Linked DNA regions of Sus scrofa: region 1 is linked to region 2. The links are chromatin contacts, called in public Hi-C maps. All regions are on one chromosome and are shown on one strand. The core of a region is the stretch at or near the end of the contact, and the rest is flanking DNA. Distances in the headings are between cores, read along the strand shown. Region 1 overlaps KANSL3 (KAT8 regulatory NSL complex subunit 3). Region 2 holds the start of FER1L5 (fer-1-like protein 5).

Region 1 (5,488 bases), core at 863-3,362, 44 kb after region 2:
ATAAGGTTTTTCTCTCTCTGGCCACACAGCTGTTCAGGCTGGCAGACGGCCCCTGCAGCTGTCCGCCCAGCCAGGGGGCATTGCTGGAGCCCTCACCACAGCCCCAGAGAGTGGGCTCACTGCAGTGTGTGCCTGGGCAGGACCCAGTGCTCGTCCACACAGCCTGCCTCTGGGCAGGGTGGGCAGCAGGGAGGCGGACTCTTTCAAGGTTTAATTGTGAAGCCCTTCCTCATGTCTCTTCTGTGCCTCCATCTTCCCCTCTTACCACATCCTCAGAGATCTCTTAGGAGTTTTCCAAAGGTGAAATCTAGAGAAGTAGGGAAAATCCTCATGAAGAAAGGTCTATCTCTGCCTTGCTTCCTTCTTCCTAAGCTGCAGGGCTCAACAAATTATGGCATCTTCCACAGCACTTAAAAAATGGATAAGACCTGGCAGTTCCTATTGGGGCTTGGTGGAAACAAATCTGACTAGTATCCATGAGGATGTGGATTCGATCTCTGGGCTCGTCAGATGGGTTAAGGACATGTACAGCGTTGCCCTGAGCTGTGGTGTAGGTTGCAAACACACGGCTTGGATCCTGTGTTGCTGTGGCTGTGGTTGTAGGCTGGCAGCTGCCGCTCTATTCGACCCCAGCCTAGGAACCTCCATATGCTGTGGGTGCAGCCATTAAAACAAAAAAAAAGCAAGACCTAAAACAGTAATATTTTAGTAAAGTCTTGGAAAATTTCCCTTTAACTGTCACCCTTAACGGTTCACCTGTTTCTTTTCTTCTGCATTCTCTTGTTCTTATACATAATAAGAGCTAATGTTTGTGGTTGAACACATATTCTAGGTGCTTTATACAGGCTGTCTCATTTAATCTCACAACAACCTGGGGAGTAGGTGCTGTCACCTCTGTCTAACAGAAGAGGAAAAGGAGGCTCAGAGAGCATAAACCACTTGCCCTAGAAGGTGGGAGAGGTGGGGTCTCTGACTCCAGAGGCCATGTCCTATTATTAAATCACTGGCCACTAGAACCCATATCCTTGTGCATCCAGCCTTTTCCCTGTCAGAGAATTATGGCTTTGGAATAAATTTTCAGGAGTGGGATAATTGGGTCAGAGGGTCCAGATGTGTTAACCTGGCAATGTTTTGACCCTTGTTCACTGCCTCTCCTGCCACAGCGCCTGCCTCCAGCACCCTGAAGATGCCGTGCAGTGTGTCCTCCTTTATCAGGTTGGTGATGGCTGCTGGACGGGGAGACCTGGGCACATGTGCTGTCCTGCTGAGCTAGCTGTCCACTGTCTGAAGATCTCTTTCACACAGTCATTTTTGCCTCTCTGACAACTGTCTTCAGGATTGGGCCTCTGGGTCTTGTATGACCATTAGGCAAGGTGACCTGGTGCCAGCAAGGCGGGGGGGGCTTGCCTTCTACAGGTCTGGCTTCCAGAATCCCCAGGTCCGCAGCAGATCTGGCTGTGCATGGCTCCGAGGCACTTCTCCAGCATTAGCTGTAGCTTGACAAGTGGCAGTTTTGGACTACTCACTGCCTTGAAATAAAGGAGTTCCTCTTCGAAGTCCATGCTGCCCTGAGCCAAGTCAGGAGGAGACATCCATGTGATCTGGGGCTGCAGGCATTGGGATTGAGAGCCCTTTGCTGAGGACCAGGATCGTCCTGGCCCACTGGCTGGTGGTGTCAGAAGGGCTTGTTTTGTGCATCACTGTCGTCTCCACTGAGCTGCCATGGGAGGAGTGCTCCCTGTACAGCTCCCTCTTAGGAAGCACACTGGATGCCAGGCAGCCCGCTGAGCCCTGGGGACTCCTCAGTTCAAATACACCAGTGAGCAAAGAGAACTGGGCGATCATTTTTCAGTCCCTTTGGCCTGAAAACTGTGGGGAGCAGCAGTTGCCAGGAGGCGGAAACTGCCTTCTTTCTTTTTTCCATCACGCTTTGGGCAGTTCCTGTATCCAGAAAGCCTCAAGGTCTGGAAAGGCTGAAGAAGAGGAGGGAAGAGCAAATGAAATGGCTTGAAGGGCATGTCAGTAATTCCTTGGTGAAAACAGTTTGGGGTTGAGGCTAAGGAACTGTCGATGCAATTGGAGATGAGAAGAATTTGCTGAACTAGAGGGAAGAAACCCAACCCCTGAAGTTGCTGTCTCCAGTGCTTGGAAGTGAAACAGGTAAACTGCTGGAGTCACATCTTGCCTGTTGCAGGAAGCTTGGGCATCAGGACAACGAAGGCCGTGCTTCAGGATTTCTGTTTCTGTTCTGTGTGACTTTTTGTCTTCTTGCTTAGAAGTGGGAAGATTATTGTCCTTGACCCTACTGTGCAGGGCTCTTGGTATTGGCCTGAACACTGGAGGTGAAGGTTCGTTCCTGAGATGTGATCGCTAAAGATGGAGCTCTGAACCTCTTCTTACCTCCTTGGAGTACTTGTGTGCAAGAGAGTTTTTAGATTTGGCTTCGAGTCTATCCTCCAGAGCAGGCTCCCTTCTCGTCTGTACTCTAGAATGTTTCCAGCCAAGGCGACAGATAAAGCCACCCAGACACAACTGTTGAATATCTGTAGGCAGGGAGGGCCTACACCCTGCCATGGCCAGACTTGTGGTCCAGAGTTCTGAGCCATGGTGCAGCATATCTCCCAACCAGGCTACCTGCGTTCAGTCCAGGAGCCTCACCTGCCTGTGAGTGGCAGCCGGGAACATGTGGAGGAGTCTCAGACAAGGCAGGTTGGGGAGGAGCAGGCAGGGCCAGGGGTGATTGTGCTGGGAGCGGAGAGGGCAGCTTATCCGCTCCCTCTATAACCTTCTGCAGAGCTGGTCTCAGCAGTGATTCACACAGAGTTAGGCTGCCTTCTTGTATTAGCTGACAGGTAACTGTTTTCTGAAATTCAGGAGGCATTTAGTAAGTTTGAGGAAGTTATAAAAGAGACATCCAGGGTCAGTGGTTAATAACTTCACAGTTAGGATAATAACACACCAATACGAACTGAGGACACTGCAACCGTGAGACTGTGTGAAGCTTTTAAGAATCAGAGGTTCCTGAACAACCCATTCATGACTTAGGAGTGCAGCCTAACAGCACTGAAGGGGCTTCTCCTGAAAGATGCTGGCCCAGTGTGCGCCAGGGCCAAAGGAAAAACTAACGCCTTGTCCTAGGTTGGTATAAATCATAGTATGCTTGCTAGGGATGATTTCCTAAGGCTTGGATTGTACACTGTGAAGAATGCCAAAACTGGAGAAGGGGAGTTGTGAGAACCTTGTTTTTCTTGACCATGGAGGGACAGGCCAAAAGGGGAAGTGGTTGAAGTCTATAGAATCATGTTCTCCAATTCCATACTTTTCCAACACACTTCTTGAGGTGTAAAGGAAGCTTTCCTCTGCCTATCACGTAGCAGACCTGGACTCCACTACAGAAGGTCTTACTACTGGCCAGAAATGTAGAAGGATCGAGAGGGCTTTAGTGAAATTCCTAGATGACAGGTGCATGGTGATGCTCTACGCAAGATATCCTTCTGCTTTGAGGAGGAAGACCTTCTGTCTGTTTTTGGCTCTACTACTAGAATGGTCTTGGGCTAGATGGGTTATAGAGCTGAGCTGCTGTGATGGTTCTGTTCCTACATTAGCCAAAACAATAAAAAATAAAAATCAATTTGGGGTTGCTTCAGCTTGTTTTCAGTTGACTTATATTTATTCTGGTAACCACCCAGATGAAGTGGCACAGAAAATAAAAGCTAAGATATCGTGGTAATGCCAATGATCGTCTTACTGATGCGTGGTGCCATGCGGTGGGTACTGTAATTCCCTTTTACAGGCGAGGAAACTGACACAGAGAAGTCACAGCAGGAAGTGGCAGGAGCAGGACTGAGCCGAGGCAGTCTGATGCCAGTGTCTGTTCTTCTCTGCACTCTGCTGGGGTTCTGAGATGGGAAGCCGAAGTGGAGATTAGCACAGGAGGTGAGGAGAGGGTGGCTTGGCCTTCGTGTGACCCCTTTCAGTTTATTTCCCACCAGGCCTAGCGTGATTGCTGCTGCCATGGTGGGCGCTTGGCTGGGCCTGAATTGGGAGGTGGGGTCCCTTGCCCTCGGTCCTGAGAGATCGAAATCCCTTTGCACGTCCTATATCTCTGTGCCCCTCAAGTAAATAAATAACGACTTAAGAGATGAATAAATGAATTCCATTCTCCACATAATCTGTGAACCAGTATCCAAGAGGACTTTCCTTCCTGCCCTTAATTCCAGGTCCTGACATTCAGCATTGCAACCCTCTGTGGGTGGAAGCCATAGTTCTGGTAGACAGCTCGGAGGTTCTGGCACGCATGTGCTCATCGTGTTATCATCCTTAATAGAGACCTAGTGTGTTCTTTCCTTCACTTTCAACTCTGATCTCACTGGCTTGGGTGGTCAGGTAAAGTGAGAGATGAGGATTGGATTGTTTACTCTAAAGCTGTCTTAAACTTGCAGTATAGGGAGCAGGCCATAGCATATTATGATGCAAAAGAAGTTATGCTAGCTTTTTATCTTCCTTTCTGAAGTGTATGTTTTCGTCAGGGTTGATGGTTGCAGGAAGTAGGAACTGTTCACCACTCATCAGTATTCTCTCAATAGGCATTCTCACTGACGGAGCCTGACAGTGTCTGCTACTTGCCTCATGACATCACTTGCCTTGGAATTGCCAGTGACCAGTGTTGATCCTGTTGTCACAGGACTTTTTTTCATCCCTTTGTGAGTGGCTGGTTTCTGTCTTTTCCGTTCAGATTCTGAACACAGTGAACCTGATTGAGTGAACCCACTTAAGAGTGGGTGGGTTCTTCTTATCAAATTTCACCTCAGTCTAAGAATAGCATCCAGAGGATGAATGGTTCAGAATCCGACTAGGAACCATGAGGTTGTGGGTTCGATCCCTGGCCTTTCTCAGTGGGTTAAGGATCTGGTGTTGCCGTGAGCATTGCCGTGTATGAGCTATGGTGTAGGTTGCAGATGCGACTTGGAGCCCGCGTTGTTGTGGCTCTGGCGTAGGCCGGTGGCCATGGCTTCGATTCGACCCCTAGCCTGGGAACCTCCATATGCCGTGGGAGTGGCCCAAGAAATGGCAGGGGGAAAAAAAAAAAAAAGGTCATATGGTTCATATTATTACCTTTCTGAGATAGAAGGGATTTTTTAAACATTTTGGGCTGTTGAGATGTGTGTTTGATTCTGTTTAACTTGCACTGATAGTATAGGGAGGTCCCATGTTCCCCTCATCCAGTTTTCCTTAATACTTAAAGTTCATGTAACTATAGCACAGTATCAGAGCCAAAAGTTAACATTGGTACAGTGTGTGTGTATAGTTCTTGGTCATTTTATCCCAGTAATCGTAATCAGGGTACGGAACTGCCCCATCACCGGGAAGATCTTCATATTACCTCTTTATAGTCCACTCCTCCCCACTGCTAATCTGTAGCAACCACTCAGCTTCCCTACATCTCTGTTTGTAGACTCGTGTATCAATAGGATCCTACAGTACAGGA
Region 2 (5,814 bases), core at 2,853-5,352:
CGTGGAATTGTTGTGAGGAGTAAAGATCATTACATTTATGAAAAGGCTTTGTTGATTCTAAAAATAGTTGAGACAATCGAGCAGATATTATTAGAAATTCTACAAAGACCTGTACATATATTATCTTTGTAAGTCCTCACAGCAAATCCTAGGAAGCAGATACTTCTTTTTTTTTTTTAAATCTCAGTTGGTGGCACAGCCCTAGTTCATAGAAGAAACTTGAGGAATATTCATCTTCTTTTTTTTCGTGTGGCCATTTGCTGGAAAAAATGGGAGGCAGAGGAGTCATCATAAGAGAAATAAGAGCAATAAGGAGGATAAGTTTTGAAAGAACGGGACAGTGTCTACCTTGCCTTTCTGTCACTCAGCATATTTTACATAGCAGGGCACTGATCAATCAATCTAGTTACATAGTAGGGCACTGATCAATCAATCTAGTTTTTCACTGATCAATGTTGCCTCTTGGGGTTCGTGGCTCTTACCTCGGAAGTACACAAACATGCTGGGTCTGGGTGGGGGGCTCAGGGGAGGGCTAATCTTGGCTGATTCCACCACAAGTCGCAGCATCTCCCCCACCTACTTCCCTGCTATCCTTCTCTAGTGAAGCTTCTTTCTTGGGAGCACCTTGGTCCAAGGCTTCTCTCAGGGCTCATGGGGAGAGTAAGGCCTGAAGTTGTTGCTTAGCAACAGAGTTGATGTCACAGAGGTGTGTGGTTCTTGATTTTGGATGGGAATGAAGGGAATGGGAGGAGATAGAAGTCATAGGGTATGAAGCCAGTGGCTTGAGGTGCCCAGGGCTGTAGAAACGAACAATCTGGCCAAATTTCATTTCTTCTTTCTGTTTTCTTTTGTCTCTTGTTCTTTCTAAAATTCTGGTTGCAAGATAAGTATAAGGGTAATATTTTCTCTATATACAAATGAATTACCTAGAGTTATAAAAAATCACGTAGTCTATTTTACCTTTTTTTAAATTTTTGACCCCAGCCAAGGCATGTGGAAGTTCCCAGGACAGGGATCAAACCCCAGCCACAGCAGTGACCCAAGCCACTGCAGTGACAACACAGGATCCTTAACCTTCTGGGCCACAAGGGAACTCTTCTTTTTTAAACGTTTTAATGCTCTTTTCTGCCTGAGAGTCTTTGTCTTTGCTGTTCCAACTCCAGAGAGCTTTGCACCCAATGTCTACCATGCTACCTCTTTCTCTTCTTTTGGTTCCAGGTTCAAAGTCACCTTGACATCCACCCCATTGCCCAAGCCAAGGCTAGCTCACTGTTCTACATGCTTTCATCACTGTCCACTTCGAATAGGCATGGTGGGGGGGTGGAGTTGTGAGGGGATTAAATGCTTAGGTTCTGGAGCCAGACTGGTTCTGGTTCTGCCTTTGATACTTACTAGCTGCATAACCTTGGGCAAAACACTTTGCCTCTCTGGACATGATTATAAGAGAACCTAGCATGTATGTCATTGAGAGGATTAAATGAAGTAGGTCATTTATATCACTTAGAACTTGACTGGCATTCTCTAAATGCTAGCCCTTATTATCACAACTATAAATTAATTATTTATATAGACTGAAAAGAAATATGCCTTTTCAGTGCTGTGTCTTTAGCACTTGGCACAGTACTTAGCATATAGTAGAAATTTAAGCAATATTTGCAAATGAATGAAGGTCAAGTGTGTCCTATGGGATATCGGAGGAAGGAGAAGCATTATAGAGAAGAGGTAGCCAACTCTAATCAATGGGTAGTGAAAGCCTGGAGTCCTGTGTGGAGAAAATTGCTCTGAAGTTGCATCTGGGTTCAGAATGAACGGTGCTTGATTAATCATGTCTGTCATGGGCATAGAAAGAAAAACTGCAAATCAAGCAGTAAGAGTTTGAGGACTTCCTGTGTGGCTCACAACATAACTACTTGGCGTTGCTTCTGCAGTGGCTGTGGCTCAACCCCTGGCTTGGGAACTTCCATATGCCTGCTATAGAGAACACACATTGTCCTCTTGGAAACAGTCTAGAATTGTGAAATGACCACAGGTTTTGCCTCCTTTCTCTCCACTGCCTCCCCACCCTCCCCCACTTTCCTCTGGGCACCCAGGTTTGCAGGTAGCATCGCTGAGGCCTTCTAGAGCACTGTGTATCTTTCTTTGGGTTGCTCTCTGCACTCTTGTTTTCTTCAGCATTGCACGTTGGTTGTCTCACTTCACTCCTGCCCTGATGGGGCAACCAAAATGAACCAATCCACTAAGCACTCTAAATGATTGGATTTGTCCCCCATCATGTTTTCCATGTAGGGATACCTGCATTTAACCCCCTAGCCCCAGCACTGCGCACAATGGTGTAGACGGGGTGGGTGATGAATCAAATGCCACAGGGGCCAAGGAGGCCTAGAGAAGCTGGTCAGAGTGAGCATATATGCAGCCTGTATACCTGCCACACAGGAACATGAGTCCAGTGCTGCCACAGTCTCCAATTTTTTAAGAGATCTGTATATCTGGATTTTTGCATGAAATCTCCCAAATTTAAATATTTGCAGTAAATAATTAAATACATATTTGCGATGAAATAAAATTTTAAAAAAGTAGCGTGTAGGCCAAAGAAAGTGGTGTTGGGCTGTAATTGGTCCATTCACTCTCTCTCTGTAGGTCCTTAGCAACCTTTCCAATCTCTCTGCAGTGGCCTGGTCCTTTCAGCCCAAACTTAGGTGACTTCATCTTCATGATTCCACTCATATTCCCACTCTGGAAATCTTTTTCTATAAATTTCTGTTCTTATCATTCTCTCCGCCACCCAGTGAGTAAGTATTTGCACTTTCAGAGATGAAGAGGGTACACTGAGATCTCACTGGGGTCATAAAAGCAGGGAGTTAGGTGCAGGAGCTGAGATTCCAAACCTCCAGGTCTAAGCAGCACTGCTTAGGGCGATCTGGACACATCTACGCAAAGCCCTGGATAAATTTTTCTTTTATTCTATTGTTTAATATATTTTTTAGAGCAGTTTAAGGCACACAGCACTTCTTTTATTTTCGCACTTATTTTTATTGTGGTTGTTGCTTAAGTGATCTCTTCTTCTTCTTCTTTTTTTTTTTTTTTGGCCGCACCCATGGCACATAGAAGTTCCCCTGGCCAGGGATGGAACACACGCCACAGTAGTACCGGATCAGCTGCAGTGACAACGTCGGATCTTTAACCCGCTTCGCCGCAAGGGAATTCCTAACTTTTTTTTACATTTAAGTATAGTTGCTTTACAACATTGTGCTAGTTTCAGGCGCACAGTATTTGAAGTAAATACTGCACGCTTAGGTGGGACTGATCTGGGAGAAGCGGAAAGTAGGTTGCACGCCCTCCCAGCCCTGGCTAGGGACCTGGCAAAGCAACCGTGGCGGTCACTGAGAACGGACGCTGCAGAAGCCAGCCTCCTCTCTCGCCCTCGCTTTCCCTGCTGAAGATGCAGAAGGCCGAAACTCGGAATTCCGCGCTGTGAGCGGCAGAGACCCGCACGCGTTCCCGGGGCTCCTCTTCCCGCGCAGTTACATCCTCTCCCGGTTTTGCAGCTCACCGCCCCTCCCTTCCCAGGCCGTGATCCGCTTCCGCGTTTCGCTCTGTGCCCGGAGCTCCGGGGCGAGGAGGCGGTAACGCGCACGCGCGCTGGGATCCGGCCCGGGCCGAGCGCGCGGCGCGACGACTGCGGGTGAGGGGAGGCGCGGCCCTGGCAGGGGGTGGCGGGCCCCGGCGGTGGCGGCGCTGGTCTGGCGGGCGGGGGTCTCAGCGAGAACCTCCGGACTCTCCGGTCATGCGGGGACAGGGGGCTGGAGCCCGGGGCCCGGGCGGCCTGGGTCAGACGGCCGTGTGGGGCAGGGGGCGGACTGGGGTTGCCGTGACGCGGGAGCTGAGCTGGGCCCGGGCCGGCGGGAGGCGGGTTCCTGGCGGCTCCTCCTCGTCGCGAACTCTCGGTGACCTTGGCCAATTCACTCCGTCTCCTTGAGCTGGCGCCTTCGTCTGTAAAGTGTGAATTACAAGCCCTGCCTGCCAGCTGTGGCGGTTTTGAGGCTCAAGGGTGGGACCCCCCGGGGTACCTGGAGTAGCGGGCCGTTCCTGGGGGACCACCCCATCTACGGTGAGGGGGGGGGTCTTCCTGGCTTAGCATTTTGTTACAGGCTTTGAGAAGGAGCTCTCGTCTGTGTCTTAAAACTCCAGAGCGTTATGAAGTAGTTGCAAAACTTTTGCTTAACGTAGACAAGGGACCTCGAGGGCCTCCTTGGAGCCCACGTTGCCCAGCTGTTACCCAGGATGCTCTTATTTTGTGACTGGAGGCGGCCCAGTGAAGCTTCCGGGAATAGTGTGAAGCTGGAGACCCTTAGCTTTGGAAGAATCAATATTTTTGATTCCTCTTGTTTGCCCAAACCCATGCCAGCCACAGGGGAAACTGATGCTGGCCAAGCAAATTTAGTATTTGTCCATGTGAGACCTTGGAGTCCCTCAGCTTCCCAATGAACCGAATTTTGTAGAAATTGAAGAGGAAGATGGTGCCATAGCCTTTTGAGGACTCTTAGGAGCGCTCCCTACATGGGCAAGGGTCTGTGATTTGATGGATCCTCAGTTATACATGATAGAAGGTCAAAAAAGTAAGCACATTAGATAGTATAGGCTGCAAGAGATTCAGAGCATCTGAATTGACTAAAACTGAAACTTTTCACTGCAGGTGACTAGCATGCAGATAGCCATTCTCTGACCTGCTGCCCTTCTTCTGACATGGCCCACCGAGGTGGGGAGAGGGACTTCCAGACCTCAGCGCGGCGCATGGGCACCTCGTTGCTCTTCCAGCTTTCGTGCATGAGCGGGAGCTGGACCTAGTGTTTCTGGACCATAGCTATGCCAAGCCTTGGAGTGCCCACCCAGATGCCAGTAGTGCCCGCCCCACCCGCATGCTCTTTGTTACTCCCCGGAGGCAGCACGAAAGTACCATGTGAGTTTGGGCTTCTTTCTTAAGGGCTGCCATTGCCCTAATTGGACAGGGAACAGATGGTGGGGATTAAAGAGGATTTTATTGTGGGAGATTGTCTGAGGGGCTTGGATGTTAAATTCAGGCGTTGCTGTTAAGCAGCGAGCAGATAGGCCTGTATGTAGACATCTTGCATTCAGGACATCTAATGAGTTAGGAAGGCAAGATATTCAAAGGAAGGCAAACAGCCTACTGCACTTAGGTAATAGGACTCGTGTGGAAAGAGGAATTGAATAGCATTATTTAAATTGTGAAGAAAAATACCAAAGAGTTAGTTTTTAAAAATTGCCGCATAGGATTAGATTTATTCTTTTAGTCCAGACAGAGTTCCTGGCTCCAGCACTGGCAACAGTAACCTTTTTGGTAGTTCAATTTACTTTTACTGGGGTCACCTTGTTTAGGAGCATATATATATGCCCAAGACCTTGGTTTCTGTCTTAGCTTCTTACAGAACTGTCACCATAGGTTGATTTTTTTTTTGTATTTTTGGGGTCGCACCCGTGGCATCTGGAAGTTCACAGGCTAGGGGTTAAGTCACAAGTGTAGCTGCCGGCTTACAACCCAGCCACAGCAACACCGGATCCTTAACCCACTGAGTGGGGTCAGGGATCAAACCCGAGTCCTCAAGGGTACTACTTGGGTTCCTTACTTAAGCACTGAGCCATAATGGGAACTCCAACCATGGGTTGATTGTAACCCTACTTAGGCCTGGTTATATTTCAGGGTAAGGAATTTTTTCCCTAAACTTACCATGTGATATATGATACTGTGGCATGTAGAATTTCCCAGGCCAGGGATCGAACCTGTACCATAGCAGTGAC

The links. A called contact is a pair of places that touch in the nucleus more often than the background predicts.
Region 1: a Hi-C map of skeletal muscle shows a contact between it and region 2, with 4 times the contacts expected there. The contact joins the enhancer-like site here to the promoter of FER1L5 in region 2. A contact is called at or near these places in 1 of 5 promoter capture datasets (liver), 4 of 47 Hi-C or Micro-C datasets (embryonic fibroblasts, liver and skeletal muscle) and 2 of 2 datasets of contacts at active chromatin or transcription factors (alveolar macrophages and skeletal muscle).

The regions. Positions count from the first base shown.
Region 1 is chr3:57,001,674-57,007,161 of Sscrofa11.1, forward strand. KANSL3 (KAT8 regulatory NSL complex subunit 3) reads left to right here. Exons shown (of 23, transcript XM_021087273.1): 23 at 1,164-5,488. The coding sequence ends at 1,184. Among named protein-coding and RNA genes, the nearest start is that of FER1L5, 45 kb to the left of the region's middle. Within about 2 kb of position 2,113, at least 4 of the 83 cell types and tissues checked have an H3K27ac peak or open chromatin away from gene starts, as enhancers often do. A contact at or near this core is called in skeletal muscle, where this site is marked.
Region 2 is chr3:56,955,478-56,961,291 of Sscrofa11.1, forward strand. It overlaps FER1L5 (fer-1-like protein 5), which reads right to left and starts at 4,103. Exons shown (of 55, transcript XM_021088398.1): 1 at 4,068-4,103; 2 at 3,551-3,823. The coding sequence starts at 4,103. KANSL3 (KAT8 regulatory NSL complex subunit 3) reads left to right here and starts at 3,706. Exons shown (of 23, transcript XM_021087273.1): 1 at 3,706-4,048; 2 at 4,694-4,816; 3 at 4,819-4,957. The coding sequence starts at 4,744.